Regions from separate parts of the Mus musculus genome. Here region 2 is linked to region 1. The links are chromatin contacts, called in public HiChIP or PLAC-seq maps. All regions are on one chromosome and are shown on one strand. The core of a region is the stretch at or near the end of the contact, and the rest is flanking DNA. Distances in the headings are between cores, read along the strand shown.

What was found. HiChIP or PLAC-seq counts read pairs in DNA pulled down with a chosen protein or histone mark.
Region 2: a FOXA1 HiChIP or PLAC-seq map of pancreatic cancer cells shows a contact between it and region 1. The contact joins two enhancer-like sites. A contact is called at or near these places in 3 of 484 Hi-C or Micro-C datasets (bone marrow-derived macrophages and muscle stem cells) and 2 of 115 datasets of contacts at active chromatin or transcription factors (CD8 T cells and pancreatic cancer cells).

Annotation. Positions count from the first base shown.
Region 1 is chr15:59,536,580-59,542,861 of GRCm38.p6, reverse strand. The region is part of intron 4 of Nsmce2 (NSE2/MMS21 homolog, SMC5-SMC6 complex SUMO ligase); the gene reads right to left. Among named protein-coding and RNA genes, the nearest start is that of Gm36677, 78 kb to the left of the region's middle. Within about 2 kb of position 1,606, at least 54 of the 459 cell types and tissues checked have an H3K27ac peak or open chromatin away from gene starts, as enhancers often do. A contact at or near this core is called in pancreatic cancer cells, where this site is marked.
Region 2 is chr15:59,716,482-59,722,279 of GRCm38.p6, reverse strand. No RefSeq gene overlaps it. Among named protein-coding and RNA genes, the nearest start is that of Trib1, 71 kb to the right of the region's middle. Within about 2 kb of position 2,694, at least 17 of the 459 cell types and tissues checked have an H3K27ac peak or open chromatin away from gene starts, as enhancers often do. A contact at or near this core is called in pancreatic cancer cells, where this site is marked.

The DNA of each region.
Region 1 (6,282 bases), core at 357-2,856:
CTTGCTGCCCCAGGAGTGAGTTCATTCAGTGTCAGCCTCAACCCCCATGTCCACAGGGTAGTGTGGTATAGTAAGGAGCTATTATTATTCCTTATCTTGAGAAGAGAGCCAAGTATAGAGAGGTTAGTCTGCTAAAGGGCACTGACATGGTCACCAGGATCCACTGGTCAGAGTGGCATCAATTCCAGTGACACTGGGGATAAGGTTTACTGTGGCTGGTGGCACGGGCTTCTCTTTCCCAGTGGCCTAACTGCTGAGGGTGTTGCTTGTTCCTATGTAACCCTGTCAAGTGGTAAATGGAGGAGAGTAGGTGACACAAACCAGAGGCAAAAAGGCAAGTCCCAAATATCTTATTCCTTTGCGCTTCTGAGCCTAGCTAATCATTGTGAGACAAAAATGACTTTTAAAAATGTTCAAATAATGTTACGACCTGATGCCAGTAGGCCATCTAAGACTGAAGTCAGTAGGTCATCTAAGACTTAAGCCAGTAGGTCATCTAAGACTGAAGCCAGTAGATCATCTAAGACTGAAGCCATCAGATGACCATCAGGCCTTCCCTGTAGCCAAGGTGATGTTGGTTAGGCAGGATGTTTACACTGTCCACAAGTGACCAGCTGGAAGGTTCTTCCACCTACAGTAACCTGTCCTCTAGGAATCACTCTAGCTGTCCGTCCTACAGGAAGCTTTGTAGCTCAGCCCTATCCCCTCCCCTGTTCTACTCCTGGCTCGGTCCAGGGCCCCTCCTGCATACTCATATTTTCCTCCACCGTTAACAGCAGCTGAATGTCACTGCCTCCCTCTGTCATGTACTTAAGTGTTGGGACAGTGTCCTTTGAACATGTGAATCACAGTGTCTTGTAAGCACTCAATAAATGACTGTCGAATGGGATAGTGCCACCCTGTGAGATAGCCCAGCCTCTCAGGTCATTAATGTGCCTTGTCACCTTTGATTTGGCTTAGCCTGAGATCTAAATGGCATGGCCTTGAAGTAAGTCAGTTCCTGCAAAAGAAAACTAAAATCATATGTTCAGATAACAATTTTCAAGTTATGTGACATTTTCTTAAATGAATGCTTGCTTTATAAATCAAAAGTGCTTCAGTATCAACACAGCAATTATCTCAAACTCTCATTATATAAAACACTGCAGGGGCAACTGTTCTTTTGGGGAGCTCATTTCTCGTTTGGAAAGCAGTGTGCTGACAAGTGCCTCCCCCTCTCTGAGTAAGGGACCTGGTGATGAGAAGCCTGTATCAGTCAGAATATTTAAGCCCTTTTGAGCTCCACTGTTCATGGACCTAAAAATGTAAAATGTTTGTGGGCAACACTCTATGTCTTTTAAAGGTTTACTTTTGAGATAGGTCACTGGGTGTCAACAGAGGAGCTATCAAACAGAGGGAGAACCAATTTGTTCCTTTTCAGTTGCATCGGTTATTTATAAAATACGCTATCTTTCAGCAGCGAGGGGGCGAGGGCGGCAGCTTACGTATCTCAGGAACAACTGTTACAGGTTATGAGGCTGGCCCTTTCCCATTGTCCTGTCTTAGTCCTGGCTGACTAACACTGAAATGAGGTATACAGTCATCAACAAGAGTCATTTAAAAAGCCACTCTGCTTACTCTGAAGTAATTCTGACAGGGATCTTACATTGGTCATAAGAGACCACATACCATGGGGTATAGAAATGAATCACGAGTTCTCTGGGTGGGGTCTAAACCAAAACAAGAAACAAAAGAAACCCACAAATGAGTTAGGTGTAGAGTCACCATTAAGAATCCCCGGTCATGCTTGATAGTAAGCCATTTAATTCATTTGAAAGAAACAATGTATTTATCTTAAATTCTGTGCACAGCCCTGTGTGGGTATGCAGGCGGGGATCCCCTAAGCAGGAGTTACAGGCGACAACAGAGTGAGATGTCTGACAACGGGAACCAAACCCAGAGCCTCTGCAAGAGCAATGTTTGCTCTCCTTTTAACTCTTCAAAGAGCCTTGCCCAGTTTTATGGGTGAGCAAAGTACCGTGAGGACAGGGTAGCTCCTAGAGCTACCTGGAGACTGAAGTGTAGCATCGGAAGCTCGGACTCAGACAGAACACTTGATTTCAACTGCTGGTTCCCACACTCACAACAGCTTTCTTAATCCCACCCCAGGTTTCCTCCTATCTGTGAAATGGGCATATTAATAGAACACTCTCAGAGGGCTGAGGTAAGCGTGAGTGAACCAACTTATAAAGGAGCTTGCAACAGTGCCTGGCATCCAGTCAGCATTAGTTTTGCAATTACCTGACTTCAAAGGCCAGGCTACTTCTTCCACATCAAGGGTTAATATTACAAAGCATTTGCATTCATATTCCGATACATGGCATAATTGCTTTACTTATTGGAAGCAATCAACGAAGTCTCCTAATTAAGGCATCCCACCCTCATTTTCACCGTGTGTCACTCTGGAAGGAATACTTTTATGAACAAGACACAGCGAATATAAAATTTCCCTAAACTGAGAAAAAGAGTTTCTACTAGGAAATAGACTAAGCTGCCAGACTCAGGGCATGGTCTACCCAAGGAGGTCACTTAGGGGCAGATGAAAGGATTGCTCCTACGAGAGTCTGGTGGTGGGGAGGAATGGGTGAGGGAAGGTCGGGGCTTTGCTGACTTGAGAGCTCCCCTCTAGACAGCATCTGTGAGAGGAGTGCAGCGTTAGTCACGGCACTGCACACACTCACCTTAGCTGGAAAGCACACAAGTCAGAATGGAGCAAGCAGCTGTTAATAGTGTGTGTGTGTGTGTGAGAGAGAGAGAGAGAGAGAGAGAGATATTGATTGATTTTAGAACCCTTATAGAACAGTGGTCCAGGAAAATGATAAGTTCATTGAGCCAGTGACTGTAGATAACAATGCTTGCAGAAAGGAAATAAGATACGCAGGCTCTAAACACACACACACACATACACACACACACACACACACACATTTTTTTTTAAAGTTTTTTTTTGTTGTTGTTGTTGTTTTTGTTTGTTTGTTTTTTCGAGACAGGGTTTCTCTGTGTAGCCCTGGCTGTCCTGGAACTCACTCTGTAGACCAGGCTGGCCTCGAACTTAGAAATCCACTTGCCTCTGCCTCCCAAGTGCTGAGATTAAAGGCATGTGCCACCACTGCCCGGCAACATATTCTTATTTTCCATATGAAATAAGAAAATCAGTACAGGTAACATTCCTTTTTTATTTCAATTTTGTAATAGAAAACAACAAGCAAAATTTCCAATGCATTTTTGTTCCACAGAAGTACATTTGATTCTTTTGTTACAGGAACAAATGAATCCGCTTTTCCTCGGCCATCATCCCCTCCTGTGTGGGACTATGAAGGCAAGGAGCTTAAAGCTTTCTGTAAAAACTGCTGCAAGGAAACTCAGAATCCAATGGAAAATAAGCTCGGCCACAGCCAAACCTGTCAGCTGGCTTCCTAACGTGGGCAAGTTCTTGCTGTACAGCCCTCTCCACTCCTATACCTCCTCCCCACCATTCCTCATAGGACTTGTGGGAGCAGGGAGCCACTACATTCACTATGTCAGGTCACAGACAGATGAGTGTTAAGCTAAGGGCACACTGGATACGGCTGGGATGCACGAAGTTTCATTACAGCTCACTTGAAGGTTGACCTTGTCATGTCAGAGGGCTATGGAAAAAATGAGCCCGGAGCCTATGCACAGCTATTCGCACGATCTTAGCAAACGGTCCAGTCAACAAGCACTTGCCATCCTTTATTTTTCTGTTACTTGAGGGCTAGTCACTTTAAAAATCAGAACCAAACCACAATTGCTACTAACCTACCAATGATTCCTATCTAGTTCCTCTGTAACAGTCCTGAAGGCACATGGGCCAGGGTTAGCCAGTCGTCCAGGATCTTTAGTAGCCACAATGTGCTTGCTTCACCCAGAGCAGTGTTTCAAAAAGTGTCAAAAGAGAACTCACGAAGGCTTAAACCAGCTTAAGGGTCTGAGGTTGTTGCCTCCCGTTACTCTGGGGTGGCAGAATTCAATTCCTGCCAATCAACCTAGTTATTCTTTGGAACCACTCCCCAGCCGAGCCACAGGCCCACAGTAAGATGAGGAGCAGATAAGGCAGAGGTAGAAACTAAGAAGGGCGGAACTAGCCATAGCCACTCTTCCTTTCTCTTTTCTCCTTGGTCCCCTGCAGGCCCTCAGCAAACAGTGCCGAATGCAGTCAGGAATGCACAGCACACAGGAAGCTTAGCACTGGTGAGGCTCTCTCTGTGCCAGTGAGGACCACTGGTCTCCTGTGAAGTTATTTGTCCTGGGGAGCTTTCAAAGCTGTCCTGAGACTCTTTCTAGGGAAAGCATCTTTGGAGTTTGGTTTGAGATACTTTTTTCCTCCACCAGCCCCTCCTCACTTTGTACATATCTAGGGCTGGTGAATCTCACACTTCCAAGCTCACACGGAGCTTTCCTTGACAGAAACAACTGTGAGCAGACTAGGAGCTCCACAGAGACAGACGGTGTAGAAAACATCTGAGAACCAGACAGAAGTAAGGGCTAAAGAAGGGCAGTGCTTTTAACTGGGGACAAAGGACATGGAGGCAAACAAGTCAGAGAAGTGTTCTTTTCTCCCCTCTGCAGTCAGATCCTGATGTCATCACAGCAACAGGACAGTCAAGAAAGCCCAACCTATTTTAAGTGGTTTCAGGTGACAGATTATTGGCCCACACTGAGATACAGGGTGGTGGAGAAAAGGTTTCCTGTGCTATAAACCACCTTTAATCTCAACTGATAAAACCAGAAGGGATACACATTTCCATTTTCAAGTGTTTACCCAGTGACACCATACTGTGGATTTAGTCAAGTGCTGTCTGGATTATCCAGTAAATGTCACACAACAGCATTTTAGTAGTGCAGATAAAGAACACTGCAGATGAATTCATACTGCAAAACTAATGTCCCAGGTGAGTGTGTTATCTTCATCCCAAGTCATTTTACTTTGTAGTTTTTTTTTCAAGTATAATTTCATGAACGACATTTATCTGGTACAGAACTATGGTTTTGCTTCAGAATTACTGGTTAATCCAAGTAATATGCAGTGGTTTCTATATGAAAGTATGAGATTTAAACTTCTGCCTAGGTTAGTAATATAAACACCACAATATTAATCCATCAGAGAAATGCAAGGTAAAACAACGAGACACCACTTCACACCCACTACAATGGCTACAGTAAGAAGACAGGCAGTGACAAGTGCTGGCAAGGACGGGAAGCAATTGGAACCCTCAGACACTGCTGGTGGAAATGTAAAATGGCGCCCTCGCTGTGGGAAACAGCCTGGGAGTTCCTAAAAAGGATAAACATAGAGTTACCATATGACCCAGTAGTTGTGCTCTGAGATAAACACCACAAGAAGTGAAAATGAAAACGCACATCCACTGGTACACAAATGTTCAAGCAGCGTTATTCATCACAGGCAAAAGAGAAAAACAAGCAGAATGACCGCCAGCTCGTGAGTCAACAATGTGGCGTGTCCATACAATGGGTTAAAGGCATGAAGAGGAATGTGTGGACACATGCTTCCACATGGATGACACTGGAAAGCATCATGCCTAGTCAGGGAAGCCAGACACACCAGACCACACCAACACATTTGTATGCGATATCCAAATGGCACGTCTACAGAGATACAAAGTCCACTTGCAGCGGCTAGCGCTGGGGGGCCTGGAAGAAAACGGGAAGTGAATACTAACAGAGGGTTTCTTGTGATTGTTGTCAAGATGGTCGCACAGCTTTGAAGACTTGTAAAATTCACTCTGAACAGGTGAGTTGTATGTGGTTCTATCAAAGCTAAAGCGAAAGACTCACAGGACGTCAGATAAGAGAAAAGATGACTATGTGATGTAGGGTCCCAGCATCATTGTCTCCTGTCCGGCTCACTAGCTGCAGACCTAAGGGATGGGCTCCTTATCATGGTGGCCTGTCATGTTGAAGACATGAAGACCCTGTTTCTATCACTCACCTCTGTGAGCTGGATGAGTGCACTTTCCTCACTATGGCATTTAAAAGCATTTGTGTGACGCTTTGCACAGGGCAGATGCCCAGGCATCTTTTAGTGAACTGTTAAATGTCCAGCTCAAACTCAACTAAACTGTAAAACTGACTGACTTGACAGTCACGCTGTGCTATATGGGGGTGGGGAGGAGCTACTCAGACCCAACTCGAGGCCTTGAAAACCCAAGCAGTTTTGTTTGCAATAGGGTTCCTGCTCTTAAACTTCCCAGTCTGAATCTC
Region 2 (5,798 bases), core at 1,445-3,944, 180 kb before region 1:
CACATTGCAACTGTGGGATGCACTGTCTGAACCAGGACATTTCTGGGAGACAAATGGAGGCATTGATATTACTTGAAAACAGCAACCACAAAGACTACCCAGGCAAATCACATGTTCACCTATAGCAGGACCTCGTGATTGACTGCCAACCATGAAAAGCAAATGTTAAAATTCTGCCTCCACTGGGCAGATTCAGCAACTGAGGCTCAGTGGAGAGAATAAAAGCTATAGAGCTCATCGGCAGATACTAAATCAGGGCACGAGCAGAGCTAGGGTCTTGTAAGAAGAAAAGGCACAGATAATTGTTGACTGCTAGGGCCACCTGAGAAGGAGTGTGTGGCTGTCATCCATCCTGATTAAGTTCTATCTATGACAAACTAGTAAAAGTGTCCATTTCAGTTGAGTCAAGGACCTGCATGTGTCTGTGGTCAGTGTCCCAGGCTTGGCCACTTATTGCCCCAGCCAACCAAGTGGAAGAGGAAGTCCTCAGCATAAGCTCTGGCTTGATCTCAGTTTCCCCAATTGGGCTCCCAGGAAGCAGAACCAAGCATTGCAGTTTCGGCAGAGAGCCGGAGGGGAAGGATGCTTTACAGCCAGGAAATGGTGCTGTTCTGTGGCCATAGGGAGATGCGGGAGCCATGGCATGTAGCTTATTCTGAGATACAGTGCAGAGCATGGCTTCTAGGGCAACAGTCTCTGTAAGAGAAGCCCTCTGCTTCCTTCCTCATTTTTCTTCTAAGCTAAGCCAAAAAGCAGCCAGCAATAGGGCCTGGCAGCCAAGAGGGCACTGAGTGACAGAGCAGCTTCAGACAAGGAGGACTGAAGTCAGTGCCGAGACAGTCAGCAGGGATACAATAAGGAGGTCCAGGCCCTGTCACAACAAGATTGACAGACCACACCCCACCCCACCCACGGGAGGCTGCGCAGCCTCAGCCTTCAGGATAGTAGGAGCACTGAAGGTCCCTGCAATCCCTCCAAGGCCCTGCTTTCTGGGCCGGCTGTCAGATCATTGGCCTTACCTTCCAGCTCTTTGCTTTCTAAGAGTTCCTTCCTCTTTCTGTGTTTACCCCACCCCACCCCCAGCCTGTACCCAGTTATCCCCAGCCCAGAGCTTGGGGTGACTTTCAGGAACCTGTCATTGTGAAAAACTCTAACCGCTCCTACCTTGTGTCTCTAACTACACGGAAGGAAGGAATAGGTCCTGTGGATCCGTGTAACAAGATGTCTAGAATAGACCTTCCCATCAGGAGGAAGAGACTATTACAGTCTCCTTCCAGCCCCCTGGTACCAACACTAATGCACACAGATTTCTGAAAGAGTCTGAGGGCAGGGCAGGCACAGAAGATACCCCCAAGTGAGAGTCATGTGCTAGACACAGCTTCTGCTGTTACTTACCTGCAGGACAAGAACTGTCAGCATCATTATGAAGCCAACTGCAGCCCTGCCAATCAATGGCTCACACTTTAAAAAACACTGTCACTGTTTAAAATGAGCTTGAGAGTACACTCCTTTTATGTATGGTTTAAAAATAAGGTTGAGAGGTGAGGTAAATTGCCCCCAGAGACACCCTGCTGACAATCAACACTGAAAATGAGGCCCAGGCAAGCCAGGAGTGGAAGTCAGTGCTCCCGCTATGTGGCTCTAAGAGACAATTTTAGGTTCCCCATCACTCTGATGAACTCAGCTCCAGATTAAAGATGTTAAGAGCCTACAAAGATGAGAGAAACATCCAAAATGGATGTTGGGTGTGGTAGGGGAGGAAGCTGATAGACAATCAGAGGCTCTGGAGAAGCCAGTAGCAGAAGGGACATGAAGGGGACCTCTAGAGATGTTTACCATGGGCAGCAGATGGGAGCTTTAGCGGACTTCCCATTTCAAGAGCATGAGGCAGCTCTGAGGAGAAGGGTTGGCAGCAGGCTCCTGATTTGGCTCCCAGGGTGTTGTGTGCCGGCCTGCGGCCTACTTGAACCGGGTACACCAGGGAGGCAGGCTGGGGCTGAAAGAGACTTAGACCAAGAGAGATTAATGGAGACCAAGACATGATTCTGTTTAAGGCCCGCCAGTTTACTAAGAGAGTCTACTTATAAAAGGGGGAGGCCCATGCCCCGCTAGTCCATTCTTGGTGTCTGGAGCCAGCCTGTAGGTGATGTGTAGAATAGCATGTTCCTCCAGAATGTCTCAGGGGCTTCTCAGCAGGTAGCAGTGTCTTGGGGAGAGCAGTGGTCAGCGGCAGAACAAAAGAGCCATCTAGGTCAGAAGGCTCCACCTTAGGTAATTTCCTTCTCAGTGGCAGCAAGGTCAAAGTCTGGATCAGCCTGCTTCAGGGCTGAGGGAGGCTACACTAGGGAACATGCCTCCATGCCCGCAAACACAGTGTGGGGGTCAGACTGCTGTTGACATCTAGTGAGGGGGATGGCAAAGGCTCCTGAATGCACAACCATGCACAGAGGGGAGGCCAGTCTGAAACAAAACATCCCAGGATATTCTCTCTCTCTCTCTCTCTCTCTCTCTCTCTCTCTCTCTCTCTCTCTCACACACACACACACACACACACACACACACACACACACACACACACACACCCTGGACCACTGAGGAGCCTTGTGGGAGCTGTCAGAATGGGAGGTGTAGATGCCAGCACCGTGAGCCCGATGAGAGACCAGGACACAGAGGAGGAAGTCGGCTGTGAAAATGGAGAGTGGACCCATGAGAGCTAACTGAGCTCAGGGTGAGTCAGATGTGGGGAACCAGGGAATCAGAACTTGCCTCCCACCCCTTTCACTCCCTCACCTCAGCCCTCTCTTTTCTCATCACACACCAACCTCTTACTTGCAGAACTGCCGTTGTTTCTCAGCCTCCTCAAACTGGCCTTTCCTCTCCACACTGATCCTGAAGAAACTGTTCTAAAGCCCCATACTGCTTGGGTTACACTCTTCCTCCAAATCTTCCTTGGCTCCCTAAGCCCCTCAGAATTAACATACACTATATTGATGTATGATCCCACCCTCCCATGAGTCCCAGACATTCCTCGTCTGCTATGATACATGCTTTTGATTGATGGTAGCAAGTACATGCCTCAGTCCCCTGAAGAGGCCTAGTTCCATCTGTAATCTGTGGTTCTCCAAACATAGGACTTTTCTGATCCACTCTCTTCAGCAGTGGACAGGAAACCAGACACTGGCCCTGAGAACATGCAGGGAAGAGACCTTCGGAGGTTTCTTTGCTGTGGAAGGCAATCCCTTGTCATCTACTACACAGGTCACACCTACAGATGACTCTGCTCAGCAGCAGCAGTCCTGTCTTCCTTCCTAAGAGGACATGGCCCCAGCATGACACCATGGTAGGTAACGTGGCAGATAAGAGAGAAATGATTTGCATGATTGAAATGATTGCTAAGTGCCCATACTGACCAAGCTGGAAGCATCAGGTCTTCAAAAGCCTTCCTGCACAGAACTAGGGTTCTTTGTAACTCATGACCAAACTGACATCTTGCTCGAGTCTTTGATGCAAACCCAGCCCCTTCATTCCCTGGTTCTGACTCATTCTGGCTTCTCACCTTCAGGAAACCTTGTCCTTCCCTTAGATAACAATAAAGATGCTACTTCCAGTGGATCCCCAAAGCAGAGGCCATATCTGCCTTCTCTATACTGGACCTGAGCTCCATCTGTGTGCTGCCACCCACCCAGCCTCCGCAGGTCTTCTGAGAGAGATCTCTGGTCCACTGTAAGACTGTGAGATTTTTGAGTGGGAGGACCCTATACCTGTGCACACTGAACCTCCCAGGCTTCCAGGGAGCTGAAAAGCCTGCAGTTGGAAGTTCTGGCCTTGACGTCACCACAAAGATGGACGGTAAACCTAGAATTAGAAGCAGAAATAAGTCATTTTCTAAGTAGCTTTTTGTCATAGTATTTAAACACAAGAGAAAGGAAATTAGAACAAGGAATTTGGATGGGTGTGGGAAATGGGAAGGTTCTGACTAAACACCAACTATAGCCTTAAACTAAGCAACCGAAACTTCATTAGGAAAGCTGAGAAACTGAACGCCAGTAAAGCACTTACCTGGCATGCAGGGAGCTCTGAGTTTAATCCCTAACACTGCAAAATAAATAAATACATATATACATATATACATACATACATACATACATACATACATACATACATACATACATAAAAGACTGACAGTAGCCAGACATAGTGTAAATGCCTGAAATTATGGCATCAGGAGGCTGAGGCAGGAGGATCATGGGTTAGAGGCTATCCTGGGCTACATAGTATGACCTCAGCCATCCCACACTCCTAAAGATAATGTAAATGTCCAATTTTAGCATTTCTCAGTATTTAGCCAAGGTGGGTCTAGCACACTGCCATGATATCAGACTTGGTCCCAAAACTGGGACAGATAAAGCAAAAGCGGGATGTGGAGCTAAGGGCTGGAAAGAAGGGTCCTAACCTCCTCCCTCTGAAGCCCATCGCATCCCCCCATAGGTCCAGCACTATCCCAATCCTAGGCATGTTCCAGAAGCCCTGAGGAGATGGAAGAGTAGTGTGGTGGAGGCGAGGAACACCATCTTCTGTCCCATAGTTCCCAAGCCCTCCTCTCAGAGGGAAGGATCAGTGACTGGGGGCCAGCTGTTAAGTTACTGCACTTCAATAGAAATCTAGTCAACAGCTCTTAGCCAAGGCCAGGGAAGGAATCTCTCAGGTAAAAGAACAAGCACCAGGAAGGATTGCTCAAAAAGGCATCTGAGGACCAAGGATAATGTAGTGACAAAGCCCCCACCTTCACCACATAGTGGAAGTCCTCTGACAGCAGCTACTCACACCAACAAAAGTTACCAGACTATGGAATGTTAGAAAATAAGAAATTCATGAGTGGAAAGGGGTTTTGCCTTAGTCACTAGTCAGAGAAACCATGTCCCCTGTGGGGACTTTTGCAGAGTCACTTCTAGACTGGGGGGTCAAAAAAAAAGTGGCTGTCACCTCCCACAAATGGACCTCAAAAAAAGACCAACTCAGCTGCTTCCGTGCCCGTTATGAAGAGAAGAAGTATCAGGAAGTGGGGCTTCACAAAACTCTAAAGTGCTTACAATCAGCATGAAAGGAAAGCCCTGCCTCCAGTTCCCCCTTTGAAGCGATTTCACAAACTGAATTCCTTTCCTTTGACCAACTTTCCCAATCTTCACATATTTACCTTGCGGGGGAGGCTGACGACACATGCTGAGCCCCACTCCCTACAGCTGGGATCACTCTGTGGGACCCTTTCAAACACCCCAGCTTCCAAGAGAGCCTCTAACCTCCCAGCAAAGCAAAGTTCTCACCAGTGAGGTAATACATCACGGTCACCTTTCAAGGGACCATGATGCTCCCAATGTACAGGTGCAAAAATTGAGGCACTGATGAGATGGGCGCTTAACCAACATTTGCCATCAGTCTCTAACATGAGCACCCAAGCTATTAGTCTTACAGGCCCGGGGTTGGCCCACCACATGGGCGTGTTTCCAGTCCTGGGCCTGCTTATTTGAGTGTTAGGTAAGTCTCTGACAATAGCTGGGTTATCTCTATTAGTATTAACTCTCTTTGAAATAAAAATAAGAAATTCCAGTGTGTGTGTGTGTGTGTGTGTGTGTTTGTGTCTTGCAGTACACATGAGCACACAAGTGTTATGTCCATATTTCTGTGCAGGGCAAAGAACAACCTCAAGTGCTTCCCATCTTACTTTTGAGAAAAGGCCTCTCACTCGCCTGTAAACCACCAGTAAGCTAAGGCTGACTGTCCAGTAAGCCAGGGAGCAGCCC